Regions from separate parts of the Sus scrofa genome. Here all the other regions are linked to region 2. The links are chromatin contacts, called in public HiChIP or PLAC-seq and promoter capture Hi-C maps. All regions are on one chromosome and are shown on one strand. Each heading gives the region's core, a stretch centred on a gene start, on an enhancer-like site or on the middle of the called end of the contact. The rest is flanking DNA. Distances are from core to core; before and after follow the strand shown. Region 1 holds the start of THG1L (probable tRNA(His) guanylyltransferase). Region 2 holds the start of RNF145 (RING finger protein 145). Region 3 holds the start of CLINT1 (clathrin interactor 1).

Evidence for each region. Promoter capture Hi-C pulls out the DNA fragments that hold promoters and counts their contacts. HiChIP or PLAC-seq counts read pairs in DNA pulled down with a chosen protein or histone mark.
Region 1: a contact with region 2 is called in a promoter capture Hi-C map of liver, with 10 times the contacts expected there. The contact joins the promoter of THG1L here to the promoter of RNF145 in region 2. A contact is called at or near these places in 2 of 5 promoter capture datasets (fetal liver and liver) and 1 of 2 datasets of contacts at active chromatin or transcription factors (skeletal muscle).
Region 3: an H3K27ac HiChIP or PLAC-seq map of alveolar macrophages shows a contact between it and region 2. The contact joins the promoter of CLINT1 here to the promoter of RNF145 in region 2. A contact is called at or near these places in 1 of 5 promoter capture datasets (liver) and 2 of 2 datasets of contacts at active chromatin or transcription factors (alveolar macrophages and skeletal muscle).

Annotation. Positions count from the first base shown.
Region 1 is chr16:65,608,622-65,612,282 of Sscrofa11.1, forward strand. It overlaps THG1L (probable tRNA(His) guanylyltransferase), which reads right to left and starts at 1,998. Exons shown (of 6, transcript XM_003134104.4): 1 at 1,765-1,998; 2 at 791-967. The coding sequence starts at 1,955.
Region 2 is chr16:64,249,998-64,253,755 of Sscrofa11.1, forward strand. RNF145 (RING finger protein 145) reads left to right here and starts at 1,775. Exons shown (of 11, transcript XM_021077056.1): 1 at 1,775-1,888. It overlaps LOC102162058, which reads left to right and starts at 916. Exons shown (of 4, transcript XM_021076824.1): 1 at 916-953; 2 at 1,089-1,489; 3 at 3,292-3,321; 4 at 3,507-3,758. The coding sequence starts at 916. The coding sequence ends at 3,553.
Region 3 is chr16:65,495,741-65,499,363 of Sscrofa11.1, forward strand. It overlaps CLINT1 (clathrin interactor 1), which reads left to right and starts at 1,743. Exons shown (of 12, transcript XM_021076894.1): 1 at 1,743-1,977. The coding sequence starts at 1,937. LOC110257284 (a long non-coding RNA gene) reads right to left here and starts at 1,729. Exons shown (of 5, transcript XR_002339697.1): 1 at 1,636-1,729.

The DNA of each region.
Region 1 (3,661 bases), core at 748-3,247, 1.4 Mb after region 2:
AACACAAACTGACCAACAAGCTGAGAGATAAGATAGGTTGGGCCATGAAAAACTATTTTATCATTTATATATCTGAAATGCAGGGATGGGAGTGGGGTGGACTGGGAGTTTGGGGTTAGTAGATGTAAACTATTACATTTAGAATGGATAAGCAATGAGGTCCTACTGTACAGCATAGGGAACTATATCCAATCTCTTGAAATAGAACACGATGAAAGATAATATGAGAAAAAGAATATACGTATGACTGGCTCACTTTGTTCTACAGCAGAAATTGGCACAGCACTGTAAATCAACTATACTTTAATAAAAAAATTTAAAAAGAGAGAATGATTTAAAAAAATGCAGCCTGCCTCTCCTTCTAGTCCTATAAGTAACTTACTAATACCAAATTTTTCTCCATAGGCAATAATGTTAATTTATGGTTCAAGAGGATTTTTTTAAGTCTTAGAAGGAAGGGGATCATTGTTTTAAAAACCTACCAATTCATTATATGATCTATTTCCTGTGAGAGTTTCAACATACTGCCAAATCAAATATCAGACTTGTCTGTTTTCTACTCCATAATTAAAAGTTTAGTCTGTTTCTGGTCTTAATGTTCAATGCCAGATCAGTCTAGAAGCTAAGGTGATGGGGAACGGAGAGAAAAGAATCAGATACAGAGGTATACAGATGTCCAGCTATAGGTGAAGTACAACAGTCTAAGCTGCCATCTCTAAGTCTGTGATTATAATAAACAGAAACCAGTGCTGGGAGGAAATATTCTGAAGGAGCTAGGCCACAGAATTACCTGGCTCTTCTTTTAAACCAATTGCTCTTCCGCTTGAACACAAAGCTGTACTCATCACTCTGTCCATATGCAATCACAATATCCTCTAGTTCTTCCATTACTGTCTGGGCACATTTGGTCATTAAGTGGAGAGCACGGCTGTCGTTAGGTTTTGCAAAGTGGTGCTTCTCTGCAAACCTTCATAGGGTAGAGAGAACAGGGAAAAGGGTATGGGTCGAAGAGAGCTTGTCATTAACACCACGTATCAAAAAGGCCGTTCAAAGAGGAAGATACTGTACTAGTGCGGTAAAACCAAACATTTCACTAGCCACACACTGATCCATTTCGTTAAGAACTCTAGTTTTTTCTTACTCTGACCAACTGAGAAAAAAGGATATAAATACTAAGCCTCTCTTTCCTTTTCTGTGAAATGGGGATAAAGTTACTTCATAGACTTGTCCTTAAGATTAGACGGAGATTAATATAACTATGCCTGGGTCCTTGGAAGTACTCAATAAATCTTAAAGGAGCACTTCTTAAGACTTACATTCCCACCTGTTACACTTCTTTTTTCCTGAGAAAGTTCCATTTTGAGGCCAGTCCATGACTTTTAATGAAATAAGAACATACAGTGTTGCCCACAGCAAAGCCTCAACAGGCCGCTGAAGAGTCAGGCCGCAGATACCTAGCCAACAAGATAGCTCGGCAAAGGCTGAAGAGCTGAAATAATGCACCCGAGGGTGCCTCTTCCCACTAGGGCCGTGCTAACGGTTACGCCAGCCCAGCTCCTCACAAGTGGAGTACCCTGTCTCATTTAACTACAACGATCCCCTCACGTTCAAGCAAATTGCAACAGGCACGTAGGTTGATGCTCAATGCCATGCGCTCATTGGCTGCTGCGTTACTCTGGTAACCATGAGCTGGGGCTGAGACAGAGGTGTTGGACTCCCCGGAAGCGCTGGCGAACCATGCAGCTCCGAGCCGAACTCGCTTACCGATGGAAATTCCTGCCGTCCAGCCGCACCACCACCCAGCAGTGGGCCAGGCATGTGTCGTCAGCCTCGAAATCTCGCACATACTCGAACTTGCTCTTTGCCATGATCGCCCCCAATTTCAAGTACCGTCTCAGAGTGACGGAAGCGGCAGCCAAGCAATCGCCAACCTTAACGTTGCTAGCTGCCCACATTTCCCCACGGAAGGGAAAGGATCCGAGAGCCCCGCCCCGGAAGTTCCTGTGACTTTTCGTGGCCGCTCTAGCTACAGTGGAGGCCAGCCCTCCTCTCGCCTCTCCTTGTAGTTCTTAACCGATTTCCTGGCTGGGAAGGAGGATTCTTTTCTTCCCTTTAGTACTACGCGCGTGGTTGCTCACCTATCTCTTCCCGGTCCTGCAACAAATCATTCTCATAAAGTGTTAAAAAATTCATTTCTAGCCAAGTCTGAAGGTTTAGTTGTGATTTTTTTCTTTCTAAATGTCATTTATTAATTTGTTGTAGAAAATGTGGAATATATCAAAAAACACAGTTACGAAAATCAACACCATGTGTCCCCTCTCCCTGTTAAAGCATTGTGGATGGGTCCTTCCAGTCCTTTTTTTGTATATGTGTTTTCACACAGGGAACATACAAAATTGGAATCAGAAGCCTACACAATTTTTATATTTATTCTATTCACCTTGAGCATTTTCCAACGTCATTAAATATTCCAAAGTATGGCTTAAAAAAAAAAAAAAAAAAAAAAAAACCAAAACAAAACGTCTCAATTCCGACATAGGTAGTCCCAAATTAACTCATTCAACTTTTTCACAAAGACCCGATGTTTGATTTCTTGTTGCTGGTAAATACTAGTGACAATAAGACTTTAACATTTGTACTTTTTGAAAACATTACCTACTTACATTTTTTTTTTTTTTTTTGCCTCAGGAAAATATCATTCAAATAATGTAAAAGGATATATGTTGAAAAGTAAATCTCTCACTGACTCCTAATTAAGCAATTACTGTCACTAGTTTCTCATCTTATACATTCATCCAGAAAGAAATATAGAGATAGAGATGTATTTTGTTTCAGGGCAAATTATGCTTAGAGACTGAGACTGTCTTTGCCAGTATTTTATTTACTACAAGTTTACTGTGGGAATTATATTTCTACAAGCCAATAGCAAACAGGACATGCCTCTTAATAACCTACAAAGAAATAACATACTCCAAATTATAGATTGATTACACCACTGTTCCAGGCAAGGGGAGATAAGAGAAATAAAGTCCAAATTCAGTTGAAATATATCTTTCCTATGAAATTCTTTCTCAGGAGAGTAGACCTAGCCAACCATGGGCTCATGTGTGGCTCCCAGCTAAATGAAAGTGACAAGTCCCCTCTTACTGGAGCATGTTACTAGGGAATGAGGCCCAGAATTGAGGGGCAAGATGATCTTTGCAGTATCCCTGCACAGCTTATGCCACTGCCTATAAAAGGATCACCTTTATCCAAGCAGGAGCTAATGCCCCAAGGGTCTTCAGAGAGCTGTTTAGGTCAACAAAGAGACAACTTGCCCAGACCAAAACCGTCCTATAGTCCTCAAAAACTCTGGGTACTTACAGTCTAAGTCTCCTCACCATAGCTGCTTCTTAGGTTTTTTTGATAAGCTCCCAGTGGGGCCCCTCAGCACCTGAGCTACTGAGTGCTTATCAATGACTATAGATGAGATGACGACATCCTGACACAACTTCCTTCATTCTTATAGCAAAACAACTTTACTTAAAAACTTCTTTTTTTGGTCTTTGCCCTAAAGAAGTAGATTAAAACAACTTCACTTAAGTCACAAACAAGTGGATTTGAAATCATAGCAAACCACTTTGAGGTTTCTGGAGGAGCCTAGGCCAGTAGATGAGAAGGA
Region 2 (3,758 bases), core at 525-3,024:
ATTTCTCTTCCAACATGCAGAAGTTGAGGCTTTACAATTTCAGGATGATTCAGCTTAGTGGCAACATTTTACCCACTACTGAGTGTGTATCTTCTGTGTATGCAGGCATTGCCAACCTCAAACGCCAGACTGGTTTGGTTCTGGTAGCAGCAACTGACTTTCCAGAAACAAACCAAAGACAAAGCAAGAAACAGTGTAGAGGTTTTTTTTTTTTTTTTGGAAGGGGCTGGGACAAGGGAATTTGTGGAGAGTGGTGGTGAGGCTGGGAAGTAGAAAATCTGGGGATAAGGAGGCCTGCCAAAGCCCAGAAAACTGGCAAAATCCTTGATTCATTCTGAACCCAATGTGTTTCAGGGTTTGTACTGTGGTTAAATGGGGGAACAAGGTGTGCTGACATTTAAATTAAGGTAGAAATGCTGATCAGTGGTAGTGACTTAGGCAGAACAAATGATTTCCTTACCTTGGGAAGGGGGTGTGTACAATAACCTGTTTTGAACCTTGGACTGAAAGATAAGACAAACACATACCGTTTAATTTCATGCTACAGTAAACATTTTTTGTACAGATTCTTTAAACCAGGGGTTGGAATTTTTAAATTGAAAATACTCAGTGAACAGTTCTCAGTCATTTCTTTATATATCCACTCACTTATTCAACAGAAGCTTATGGAGCGCCTATTCTGTGCTACGCACGGCTGGCCGAGCCATCACAGAAGTGGTCCCTGAGGCCAAGGAGTTGACAGTCTAGACCAGTCAGTATAGGAGTTAAATAAAACTCTGGCATCATTGCTACTGCGGTTGCCTTCGGTGAGGATCAGCTCCTCCAATTCTCCCACGTGGTCCCTGCAGGTAAGTGTGGGTGTGAACGCGTGTGACTCCCGGTGTTTGGGGAGTGTGAGAGGGCACGTGTGTCAGAATGGCGCGTGTCACAGTGCGCGTGCTGGTGTCCGCGTGGTACGCGTCTCCATAGCGGCCCAGACCGGCTGTGCGGCTTCGGGAGGCTTGTGTCGCCCGCCTACGTACCGGAGGCGGCCCGGGAACCACCCCTCCAGCGCGATTGTGAGTGAGCGCGGGAGCACGCGTGCGCAGCCGTGCAGGACGGGGGAGGGGCGCGCCGCCCTGGCAGGGGCGCGCGCAGGCGCACAGCGCGGCAGCCGGGCCACGGCCGCCGCAGAGCGCCGGGGGCGGGAGGAGTGAACCAAGGAGGCCATGGCCGCCGCCGGCTGCTGAGGAGCTCGGCCCGCGAGCGCCTGCCGCCGCGGACGATGGTGACCACACGGGTCGGGTCGCTGCCGCCGCCGCTGCCGCCGCCTCCCAAAACGCAGCATCTAAGGCCCGGCGTGGAGGAGCCGCCGCTGTGAGCCGCGCCGTCCCGGTCCCCGCCGCTGCCGCCCGAGGAGAACGGGAGGGTCGGCGAGAGAGCCGGGGAATTGCGGAGCCCGTCCGTTCGCCGCGGTGCTGCCCCGCAGGGAGGGAGGCCGCAGCCCGAGGTGACTGAGCCGTCCGCGCCGGCCCGCCCCTTCCCATCCCCGCGCCCCTGTCGGCATCCCACATCTTCTGTTCCCCTCTCCCTTCCCCCATGCCGTGGCCCGTTCTGTCCTCTTCTTCCCCTTTGCCCCTTCCCCCCTTGCCCCCTCCTCTTTTCCCAGCGGCGGCGGCGGCGGCGTCCACAGCCCCTCTTAACCCGCAGCGCCCCCTCCCTCCCAACCGCCAGCCCCGCCCGCGGTCCTCCTGCGCCCCCCCCCCCCCACCCGCTTCGGCTCTCTCCGACTCTGCCCTCCTCTCCCGGGGCGGGCTCAGCCCCCTTCCCAGCTCTCGGGCCTTGTCCGCCGCCTCTCCACTCCTCCACCTTCCTGGAGCGATCCCTCATCTCCTCCGGCATTCCTAAGGTGCCCTCACTTAGCGCGCTCCTCCTTCGCCTCCCCAGTACCCCATTTCGGGGCCTTTTCTAAACCCCTTCCTGAGCGTCCCCTTTCTTTGCCCCTTTCCAGCTCTTTTCCTCCAGTCCCAACTTCGAACTTTTCCTCTTTTGCGTCTTTGTCCACTTTGCTTCCAAGCTTCCCCCCTCTTTCCTTTTTCCCTACTCTTTTTTGGTTTACGGAGCCCCAAACTCAGCTTCCGCCCTTTCCTTGGGTTTGAGGTTGTTTAGGGGTGCGGAAAGGCCTGCCAACTCATTCGTCGAATGGGGACCCATTTACTGTGCATCCCATCTGTCAGTCCTTTTTCTTTCTTTTTTTTTTTTACAGTAAGAGCTCTCTCACCCCTTCCTTTTTTTCACCATCGCTTCGTGTCTCGTTTGCCTTCCTTCCCTTCTGCATCCCCCTCTACTCTTGCTTTTTCCCAACCGAGAACCCTGAGATCCTTGCCGCTCCCTTCATGAATGAGTCTCCTTTCTGTTCATGGATGAAGAACTTTGCCCGCCTCTTTCTTCAGAAGCTTTTTGGTGCGTGGCATGGCGGAGCCAGCACCCTTGGCCAGACAGAAGGGGAGCTCCCTGGCACGGGCCTCTCTCCTGGCAGAGTTTTTGTGAACGTAATCCCCTAGCCCCGCGGCGGCAGCGGCCCGGCTGCTGCTGCGTTGCCTGCTTTGCAGCGAGCTGGGTTGGGGTTACTATAGTTCAAACGCAACTGAGATCAGCAGGCGTCGGGGGGGGGGGCGGGGGAGGAGGTTCTGGGAGAGAGGAAGGGGGCTTTGCTGTGGGAAGGCATCAAAGATTAATGGATGGCTTTGCATTGCAGTGTGCAGTAAACAGGAAACTAGTTTGAAAGCAGAGGAGAGGCATTTTTTTTCCTCCAAATTTTTAAAAATACGGACTGTGCAGTTCTAGTGAATCTTGAATCCTGCCCAAAAGATGAGCTGTCTATGCTGCAGTGGTGACCCAGGCTGAACGCCCAATGGCAGAGATAGCAGTTTTTATTTCCTCTGTCTGGCTGCTTAAGTCTAAACATGGCCCTTGTATTCAGAGTGGACTCCCTATCTTTGCTGATTTGGGGATAACCAGCAACCACCGAATTGCTAGTAGTTTTTGTGGAAATCAGGTACTTACAAAGTTAGCTAGCAATGAGTGGGAGTGGGGGAGCACCAGCTATATTTAAAACGTGTTCCGATGCTTATGTAAGAAGTGTGTTCTTCTCCCGGGTATCTCAATTTTTGGATGAGTTTGCTTATGATTTTAGGCTTTACCTCTGCCCAGTAACATTTTCAGGGCTTACCATCCTAACATATGGACAATCAGAAAATCTGTCTTTCTTAAGATTGGCTTTAGCTGATGGTAGTTTTTTTCTTTTCCCAGATTGGATTGGACAGAGGGATGCAATTGATGGTAAATGATAGTTTTTGTTTTTCTTGTGGGGAGGTAAAAAGGTGTCAAATACTTTCTAAATATTGTACTGGAATAATTTTAAATTGGGCTCTATGGCATTCTTATTTTTGTTGTATATTGGAGATGTGAATTCTCTTCATTTTTTGGTAAGGTAACATTTTCCTTTTCTGTTTCTTATTTGACAGTTCTTCAGCAGATGAGAAGAGGAAGAGCTATGACTTTAAAAACTTAAATTTTTCATATTGTTCAGGATGATTTGTTTGATATCTTTATATTCAAAACCAAAATGTAGTGTTTTCAGGAAAGTGTAGAATGAGGCCCCCCCTGTGTTTGCTAACCCAGAAACATGAATGGTGAATTGTGTTATACTTGTACAGGACATTCTTGTGTCCGTAAGTAGCAATTTGCTGCTTCCAAGCCTGGGAAAGTCATTTAAT
Region 3 (3,623 bases), core at 493-2,992, 1.2 Mb after region 2:
GGATCATTGTTACCTAGCTTCATTACTAGCAGCTATCAATTTCACGTCTCCTTTGTGAATTAGAGTTTTCATCGGTTCCCCACCCTACACCAGGAATTCTTTTCTTGCAGAATTTTCTTCTTTTGGTCAGCTTTTTAATCACTGAAGTTTCAGCTTAAATAAAATGTCCTCAGAGAGACTCTAAATATTCCATAATGTTATTTTCCTCAAACATCACTCTCCACAACATTATCTCCCGTTTTCTTCAAGCACTTTCTATCAGCAATTATCTTAAATGTTTCCTTGATCACTATGTTTCCTCCAAAGACCTTTAAGATCCAAGAGAGCTGAGGCCTTGCCTGTCTTCTTCCCAACTGTATTCCTCACTCCCCACACATAGAAAATGCTCAATAAAAATTTGTACAGTGAGGAGTTCTCCCTGTGGCTCAGCAGGTTAAGAACCCAACACAATGCCCACAAGGATGTGGGTTAGACCCCTGGCCTCTCTCAGTGGGTTAAGAATCCAGTGTTGCCACAAGCTGCAGCTTAGGTCGCAGATGAGACTCAGACCCGCTGATAATGTGCCTGTGGCGCAGGCCAGCAGCTGCAGCTACGAGGGGACCCTTAGCCTGGGAACTTTCACATGCCACAGTTTTGGCCGTAAAAAGAAAAAAATGTACAATGAAAAGAACTGTAAAGTTTAATTAGTTGGACCACAGGAACTTCAAAGTTGCCCAACTCAAAAATGAGTCAAGAGGAGTTCCCGTCGTGGCGCAGTGGTTAACGAATCCGAATAGGAACCATGAGGTTGCGGGTTCAGTCCCTGCCCTTGCTCAGTGGGTTAACGATCCGGCGTTGCCGTGAGCTGTGGTGTAGGTTGCAGACGCGGCTCGGATCCTGCGTTGCTGTGGCTCTGGCGTAGGCGGGTGGCTACAGCTCCGATTCAACCCCTAGCCTGGGAACCTCCATATGCCGCGGGAGTGGCCCAAGAAATAGCAACAACAACAACAATAACAACAACAACAAAAGACAAAAAAAAAAAAAAAAAGAGTCAAGAGAAAAATGAAGTGACAACTATTGCAATAAAACACTGAATGTGGTAAGAATATTCACCTGACAAGTTCTTGGGCCTGTCATAAGTATTGTGCTGCTGTTTTTCTACAATTTCCCATGGAATGTGAACTGAGTTTCCGAGCTTTATAATAAAGTAACAAGGATAGCAGGTAGTTGCCTAAATATCAAAGCACTGTGTCAAAGAGTGGAAAAAGTTTTGAAACACAACCTATTCAATTTACAAGGATGGAAAAAGTTTTGAAACACAACCTATTCAATTTACAAGGATGGAAATTAAAGCCCAGAGAAGGAAGTATATTTAGACATTTGGAACCAAATACAGAGTAGCTTCTGCAAATGAGTAATACATAGGCCAATCACACTTCCTTATAATCATTATTAACATAATAATACCTTATGTTTGAAAAGCAAGTTTGAGTGTGGCAAGATTCTACACCCCTGGTTCTGAAACGTGAGCATGGAGGATTTGTTAAAGTACAGAGTGCCGAGCCCCACCCCCAGAGTTTGAGATTCTGTGGCTCAGGGGGCTCGGGAGGGGCACGGAGAACCCCGAGAGCTTAAGAGGAAGCACACTAACCTTACCTCTCCAACTCTCCCTGTTTAACTGTCCCGCTTGGCGCGCAGAGAGAACTACAAGTCCCAGCGTGCCCTGCGCGCAGCCGGCGGAAAGGCAGGCACTTCCGCTCCACGCAGCGCCTCTGCCCCCGCGTCTCGACGTGTCACTGGCGGCGCCGCGGCTGTGGCAAGAGAAGGAGCTGACTGGGGGAGTTTGAGGCGGCGGGCGGCGGCAGCGACCCAGGCCTGGATCAGCCCCGACGCGGAAGTGTTCCGGGGTCCGTGGGGAGCAGGAGAGGGGGTAGCGGCCCGGCCCGCTCGGGGCACGATGTTGAACATGTGGAAAGTGCGGGAGCTGGTGGACAAAGCGTGAGTATCGGGGGGCAGTTGTGGCCCAGGCCCACGCGGGAGAAGGGGGTGGGTGGGAAGGAGCCGGCCCTGCGCGCGGGGCCGCCAGCGTCACGCCCCCCGGCTGGTTGGCCCCATCATGGCGGCGACCGGTTGTCTCCCCGGCCCCGGGCCGCGTCCCAGTCCGCGAGTCTGGGAAGGGACCCTTCCTCTTTGGAAACATCCTCTTAGCCGCATTCTCTCCTGCCCAGGCGTTCCTCACCCTGTCCCTACCCTCACCCTTCCAGCTATAAACGCTTTAGTCAGGGGGGTGAGCAGGGTTGTCTTGAGCTGGGTCGCTGCCCTGGCCGGAGAGCTCTCTTGGCTGCGGGCTTTGGGCTTTGCTTCTTGGGCAGCAGCGAACGCTTGGGGTTAGGGGACCTAGTTCACGGGTTCTCTGCGCCCCTCATTGTGGTGCGGAGACCTTAGGTTTGGTCACGATGTGTCCTTTACCTTGCTGGGTTTCTTTTAATCCTTAATGAACCTGGTGTGTTGGAGTGGGTGGTAGGTGTAACAAGTGGCCGTTGTGGTCAGACTGAAGTTACTCAAGAGGCGACTCATCCTTTGCTTGTCTAATACGAGTGAGAGTAGATCACCACATAACTTACTGTGATTCTTTCTTTCTGATCCTTTTCCCCTACACTTCATTTCCCCTCAAGAAGAAAGCAACCCAGGTTTATATCCTGTTGATCCACTTTTAACTCCCCTGACAGGTAAAATGACTAATACATAGTTGATTTTTTTCTTTAAAACTTAAGTGATAACTTTAGTGTCTTACTACCACTAGGGAAACCTTAACACTTAAAGTGAATATATTACAGTGATGTAACAGGGGTTAAGTAAGATCTTCTAGGCCAGCAGGAAATAAAGTTTAGGAATTTAACCAGTCCCCTTCCTTTTGGGTTTTAGTGATGATGCAATAAGTGTGGTGACAAAAACAGTTCATTTGTGCTGCTCACCCAACCTAAAATCAGAAAGTGTAGATGGCAAATTCTTGAGGCTTTCGTGACACCAGAAGAAAATAATTCATTAAGAGGTATAAACTACTAGGTATAAAATAAATTAGATCCAGGAATGTAATGTACAGCATAGGGAATGTAGTCAGTATTTTATAATAACTTTCAAAGGAGTATAATAGAAAAATGTCAAATGATTGTGTTGTACACCTAAAAGTAATATTTTAAATCAACTATACTTCAACTTTAAAAAAAAATTCACAGTGGTTTGGATAGTGCATCAGATAGGATTTAGAATTTGACTATATTTTCAGATTTTCTATGCTACCAAGAAGGTAGTAGAGTGCCTAAGGAGTACAGGTTTTTGAACCTGCAGAGCTGGATTCAAGCTCTGTAACCTTGACAGATTAATTCATCTTTAAGTGCCCCAGTTTTCTCAGGTACATTATGAAAATAATGATAGACACTTACCTTAGAATGTTAATGAGAATTCAGGGCTAAGGGCTTAGATAGCATATAAAGCCCTTAATACAATATGTTTAGATCTGTATGCTTTTGATAATCATAGTCAGTGTTCTGCATCAAGAGTAAGGCTAAACTTCGTTAAGAGAGAAACTCCACGTTTGAAAAGTGATTTGCTGATTTTCCTTTATAAACTGTTCATTTGATCAT